2 separate regions of the Mus musculus genome follow, and region 1 is linked to region 2. The links are chromatin contacts, called in public Hi-C maps. All regions are on one chromosome and are shown on one strand. The core of a region is the stretch at or near the end of the contact, and the rest is flanking DNA. Distances in the headings are between cores, read along the strand shown.

Evidence for each region. A called contact is a pair of places that touch in the nucleus more often than the background predicts.
Region 1: a Hi-C map of cerebellum shows a contact between it and region 2, with 2.3 times the contacts expected there. The contact joins two enhancer-like sites. A contact is called at or near these places in 18 of 484 Hi-C or Micro-C datasets (3T3-L1-derived adipocytes, the C2C12 cell line, the F1.1 cell line and 10 more), 4 of 115 datasets of contacts at active chromatin or transcription factors (cardiomyocytes, embryonic stem cells, fibro-adipogenic progenitors and 1 more) and 3 of 9 other capture datasets (adipose tissue, liver and pancreatic islet).

The regions. Positions count from the first base shown.
Region 1 is chr1:90,774,500-90,777,634 of GRCm38.p6, reverse strand. It overlaps Col6a3 (collagen, type VI, alpha 3), which reads left to right. Exons shown (of 44, transcript NM_001243008.1): 39 at 92-194; 40 at 1,350-2,104. Among named protein-coding and RNA genes, the nearest start is that of Gm41918, 12 kb to the right of the region's middle. Within about 2 kb of position 1,869, at least 69 of the 459 cell types and tissues checked have an H3K27ac peak or open chromatin away from gene starts, as enhancers often do. A contact at or near this core is called in cerebellum, where this site is marked.
Region 2 is chr1:90,655,651-90,658,809 of GRCm38.p6, reverse strand. No RefSeq gene overlaps it. Among named protein-coding and RNA genes, the nearest start is that of Gm35242, 8.2 kb to the right of the region's middle. Within about 2 kb of position 1,734, at least 30 of the 459 cell types and tissues checked have an H3K27ac peak or open chromatin away from gene starts, as enhancers often do. A contact at or near this core is called in cerebellum, where this site is marked.

The DNA of each region.
Region 1 (3,135 bases), core at 620-3,119, 120 kb before region 2:
TCATCCAAGTAGTTATGCAACTAACTAATCAAACTGATTTTAATTTCCATATGATTCACATGAAGTTTGATTTTTTTTTTCCCCTCTCTAGGTGAAAATGCATTTTACCTGCCTCCAGATCTCAGGAAACAGTGTGATTGGTTCCAAGGGGACCAACCAGTGAAGAATGGCGTGAAGTTTGGTCACAAACAGATGTAAGTAGTTATGATTGTCAAACCAAATATCATAGCACGAGAGTAGCTGTAGAGGCTCTCCAGCCAATCCCTAGCTTCATGGATTGAGATATTGAAATATAGAAATATGAATTCCCTAAAATAGTGTGAGTTCTTAAACATTCTTTTGTATTGGTTAGCTTTGTTACATAATGAAGTACCCAGAATTTAGTAACTTAAAACAAGAATAATTTGCAATCCTGTGGGTTAGAAATTTCTGACTGGGTTTAGCTGGGTGGTCTGTCTGTCTGTCTGTCTGTCTGTCTGTCTGTCTCCCAGCCTCCTTTATGTTGATGATGATAAATTTCTCAGCTACAGACAGGCTGGTCTAACCTGGTCTTAGTGGGAAGATTCATCTCTGCTCTACATGATTTCTTATCTTCCAGTGGCATAGCCTGGGCTTGTTTGCAAGTTGATCAGGAGGGTTTTCATTAGAAAAGGACTAAATATAAGTTCTCTTGAGACATAAGCCAGGCCTAGCACATTGTCATTTTAAACCACATTTTATGGGTCAAATATGCCCAGAGCCTAGATTGAAGTGTGGCAAGCATGAACAGAGTTGGGGACTATATTACATTATACATCCTTTCCCCTGTCTCTATCCTTTCTTTTTGTCTTTTTGAGATCTTACTGACTAGTTCATGTTGGCCTAGACCTTACTCAGTAGCCCAGGCTGGTCTCAAACTCGTGGCAATTCTCCTGCCTCATCTTTCCAATGTGTTAGGATTACAAGTGTGAGCCACCCACCTCACCTAATAAGTAGATACTTGATAGTGCAAGCAAATAATACTGATTTTGTTGCATACAACTCAGTTGATTGTTTAAATTAAAACATTGTTAAATATTTATTCTTTTCCCTTTTACTTAGCACCTTTTCTTTTCCATTGAAAATGGGGTAACAGATTTATGAATAATTAATGTAATTATTTCAAATAATTCTATTTTAATATTCTGTGCAATATTTTCTTAGAGGCAGACTCTGAAAGTAAGAGCTATAGTATATGTAACATTATAGAAGGTTTATAGAAACCAGCACCTTCATGCTGTTAAACAGCAAGTTCCCTGTAGATCATAGGGTTATGACTCTATAGCATGCAAAAGTATGGCTATAGGTAATGTTTGATTTGTTTTTAACAGAAACCCTCCACATACTGCTAATTCAAGTCTTACATCCAAAGTTGTGACCACAATGAAGCCAGTGACAACGACCAAACCAACAGCAATTGTAAACCTGCCACCTGCTAAGCCAGCCCCAGCGAGGCCAGCCCCTGCTCAGCCAGTTCTTGCTAAGCCAGACCCCGCAAAACCAGCCCAAGCAAGGCCAGCCCCTGCTAAGCCAGCTTCTGCTAAGTTGGTGCCTCCTCAGCCAGTCCATGTTCAGCCAGCCCCTGCCCAGACAGCTTCTGTAAGACCAGCCCCCGCTAAGCCAGCCCCTCCTCAGCCAGCTGCTGCTAAGCCAGTCCCTGCTAAGCCAGCAGTCCCTGCTCAGCCAGCCCCTCCTCAGCCAGCTGCTGCTAAGCCAGTCCCTGCTAAGCCAGCAGTCCCTGCTCAGCCAGCCCCTCCTCAGCCAGCTGCTGCTAAGCCAGTCCCTGCTAAGCCAGCAGTCCCTGCTCAGCCAGCCGCTGCTCAACCAATGCCTGCTCAGCCAGTCCTTACTAAATCAGCCGCTGTGAAACCAGCCTCTGCCAACAAGCCTGTGGCAGCCAAACCTGTGGCCACGAACACAGCCACAGCCACAGCCAGACCTGCATTAGCAGCGAAGCCTGCTGCAGCGAAGCCTGCAGCAACGAGACCCCTTGCTGCTGCCATAAGGCCAGTTGCTACCAAGCCAGAGGCCCCCAGGCAACAGGCCAAACCAGCTGCCACCAAGCCAGCCACTACTAAGCCCTTGGGTAAGAAAGCCTGCTTAGAGACACCATCTTTTATGCCTGCATTTAATACTCCAAGGACATGGCCCTGGAAGCTGGTCTACAGGGTAGGCTGATGACCCAAGGTGGGCATAGTTACATAATAGACCTTAGAAGATGCTAGCCAGACATAGGGTTGTCCACATATTGCTTTTCTCTGCATCGTGAAGCAGTTTTCCCTTGTACAACCTCTCAAGGATGCTGGGGTCCTGAGGAAGACTGATGCTTCCTGTACGTTCAGCCCTGCTTCCCTGGCTGTAGCTTCTCTGCTGTAGAGCCCCATCCTGGTTCTCTGGCTCTTCAATATTTCTGTCCCTATCTTCCATGGTATTCCCTGAGCCTTAGGAACAGAGGCTGTGTTTTAGATGTTATCAACTAGAGCAGGACACTCCATGGTCAGTTGTTCTCCCAATTTTCTCACTGTGATGAATTGTTTCTGCTGCAAAAAGAAGCATCTTTGATGAGGGGTGAAAGCTATGCTTATCTGTGGGTATAAAGATAGGTGTTTAGAAATCACATGGCAGCATAGTAGGCTCTTCTCTGGGTCCCATGGCCTCACCATCCATGGGCAGCTGACGAGGTCCTATGATGCTCTCATCTATAAAGTTCAACCTCAAGAACCCTGTAATAGAGCCATACAAGAAATGTTTTGAAATATTTTAAGTAAGCTTATGATTTTATGTTGGGCCATACCCACAGGTATCCTTGGTTGCATTGTAGAATGTGGGCTATGCGTTGAGTGCTCCTGACTCCGAGTGAGAGAGAAAGGAGAAGCTTGCCATTTTGTTCTGGTTAGGCAGCAGAGTGGAGTCTTTTTCTCTCTCCCTCCCTCCCTCCTTCCCTTATTTCCTCCCTCCCTCCTTCCCTCCCTCCCTCTCTTCTTTTCTTTTTTCTTTGCCTGCCTGCCTGCCTTCCTTCCTTTCTTTCTTCCTTCCTTCCTTCCTTCCTTCCTTCCTTCCTTCCTTCCTTCCTTCCTTCCATACTTCCTTTTTTGCTGGAACTAAACTTGCTCCCCT
Region 2 (3,159 bases), core at 485-2,984:
CGCACACACTCACACACACACATGCTAGATGGCAGATGAGGTAATTGGTCTTTGAAGATTCAAATAAATTTGGCTGAGCCCCCAACCCACATGTGTTGAGAAATCCATGCTGCTCAGGCAGCCTCAGAGTTTGCCTGGGAGGGGGCAGGAGAAGGGGGGAGGGGGCAGGAGAAGGGGGGAGGGGGAGAGGAGGGGGAGGGAGGGGGAAGACAAGGGGGGAGCCCTCTCCCTAATCCCTTCAGCTTCTCAGCTTCAGTTCTTGCCAAATTAGGTCATAGAGTGATTGCTTTTGCATCCCAAACATAGACATGTTCTCCTACCCCCCTACCCCCACCCTAAACCCCAGATGCAAAAAGGCGTGAGTTATTATTCTTTAGCTCATTGTCTTAATCCATTTCCTGTTGCTATGATAAAACATCCTGACAGAAGGAACTTGGGGGAGAAAGGGTTGGTTTTAATTCACAGTTCCAGGTTTGTCCATCATTGTGGAATCAAGGCAGAAGGGACCTGAAGCCATCATGTTCATAGTCAAGAACAGAGAGCAAGTTAATGCACGCATCTCTGCTCTCTCTCTCTCTCTCCCTGTTTCTCTCTCTCTCTTGTAGAGTCCCAGATCCAAAGCTAGGGACTGGTGGCACCCAGTTTTAGCGTAGGTCTTCCCACACCAATCAACATAATCAAGTCAATAGTCAACAATAATCAAAACAATCTCTCACAAGCAGCCTTGGTGTAGACAATCCCTCATTGAGACTTTACTAGGTGATTGTAGATCGTGACAAACTAACCGTTAAGCTAAACATCACATTCATGGGTCACTGTTACCAGTGATCCCAGCTAGGTATTCCATCTGTCTGTGTCTGTCTGTCTATCCCCTGACTACTTATCCATCCATTCACATATTCATCCAGACATTCTCTGGTCTATTGCCTCACTCCGTGCCATACCATCTGTGATGTTTGATATTAATTGGCAGCCTGACATGATTTGTAGTCACCGTGGGAACACTTCTGAATGTGTCTCTGAGAACATTTCCAGAAAGACTTAACTAATCCACTGTAATAGTTTGAATGAGAAATGTCCCCTAGAGTCTTAGACATTCGAACATGTGGGCCCCAGTTGATGGAGGGTTAGGAAATGTGGCCCTTCGTTGCACTGCAACTGCACTGGAGGGGGACTTTGAAGTTTCAAAAGCCACTCTCTATTTCCAAGTCAACTTCCTCTGCTTCCTGTTAGCCCTTCAAGACTCCAGCCCTAAGCTTCCTGCTGCCACGGCTCCACAATGACTTCCCAGAATCAGGTGGGACTTGTAGTCACTTTGGGCCTGAGGATGGCCTTGAACTTGAACAAGTGCTGGGACCACGAGTGTGTGCCACTGCACACGGTGTGTGCAGTACTGGGGATCAAACCCAGGGCTTTGTGAATTCCAGGAGAGCACACTGACAAGTGAGCCACATCTCCAGTTCCCCTTCATTTCTCAAACATACCTTCTTGGAGGCACGTTATTGGTTCATTCCAGTCTGTCCCAGTGACTTCTCTCTAGATGATAATGATGAGATTCTAGATACCACGGACCTTGGACAAAAAGGGCTACATTGGAAAGCCAAACTTTGAATAGCAGGAATCCTCTGGGAAAAAAAAAAAAACAACTCCCAGCTGCATATGTAAGCCAAGGCTGTCATCGGGCCTCAGCCGACCACGCTTCCTCCAGCAGCTGTCCGTGTCAGAGAACATTTGGGCCTCGGCTGACCATATCCCAGCCCTGTACTAGTTACTCAGTAAGACCCTCTTGGGATGTCCCGCCCACCTCTCCTTTCCAAAATGATCCTGTCCCAGAACGAGAAAACATGTTCGGCATGGTAGTATTCTCTCTCTCTCTCTCTCTCTCTCTCTCTCTCTCTCTCTCTCTCTCTCTCTCTCCCCTCTCTCTCTCTTCTGTTCTCACTCTGCCAAACTCATCCCTCTGAATGCATTTTTCTTTCCTCCAGATCAAGGTTTCTGGGGGAGACACCACCCATAATTCAGACAGGAGAAAGGAGTTCCAAAGGGGATCGAGGTCAGAGCTGTGTTCGGTGTTTGAGCCGAGTCCGGCTTCCCATTTCCAGATTCCTCCGGAGGGCCTCTCATGTGATGCTGGCTGGAGAGTCAGCATTTGTCCGTTCCAAGTTCTTTCACTAAACTGCAGCACAGTTCCTGATTTAAAAACCACATGTTACGTGGCATGTCTTCCTCCAGTTTCCACAGAACCCAGCCATGAGCCACCAACAGTGTGGGAAAAACAGTCAAGACATCTCCATTTGGTTTGTGCTTGAGATGGATCCTGAGGCCTTGTGTGGACTAGCCTGGTACCCTACCATTGAGACAAATGCAGTCCCTTAAGGAGGGCTCTCTGAAGAACCTCCCTGGGGAGCCCAGGTCCCTTTCTTCCCAGGTCCCATCCTTCTTCATCCAAAGTCACTTGGCTTAATCCTTATTTTGGTTGTTTACAGCATCGTCTGATAGAAGGAAAATGTTCAGGATGGACCAGAGATGCCCAGAACTCAAAAGCCATCTGAGGATAGCTCTTAAGAACTTTGGGACATTTGTTTGGATGTCACTTTCCCTGTAGTTACCTTATCTCTGTATTTTCTCCATTCTCCTTTTAGACCTTTGAGTGTCTGCACTGGCTAGTACACTAGTGTTCTTACTGCCCTCAGGTATCACAGGCATAATTATTTCCCATTTTTAGGAGAGTAAATAACACCACAAAAGATCACCTCAAACATGGACTGTTCTTTTCCATCCAAACTCTAAGAGATGGACCTACTAAAGTCAATGCTTATACAGGAGTTTAGATGTTTTAGAAAAAACATAGCCACAGAATCTCGGAGAACAGGTGAGCTAGGATTGTCCTGACAGTTTGGGGAGTAACCCCCAGGTGCTCGCTGCAGACTCAGGAATCCCCAGTCCACAGGCTCCTCCTGCATCAGAAGCTGACTCCATCACTGCCTCTCGGCCCTGTCTCCATTTCTCTGGCCCCTGCTGAAGAGTGGCCCAGTGTCTCTGGACCCTCTCGTCCACCACCCTGGCCTTGGACATGGCATGGATCACCGAACCTCACTGCACCTCATCTGACATGGAACGTGGGCTCATATCTTCTTCCAGCCACATTTTTAGGGACCC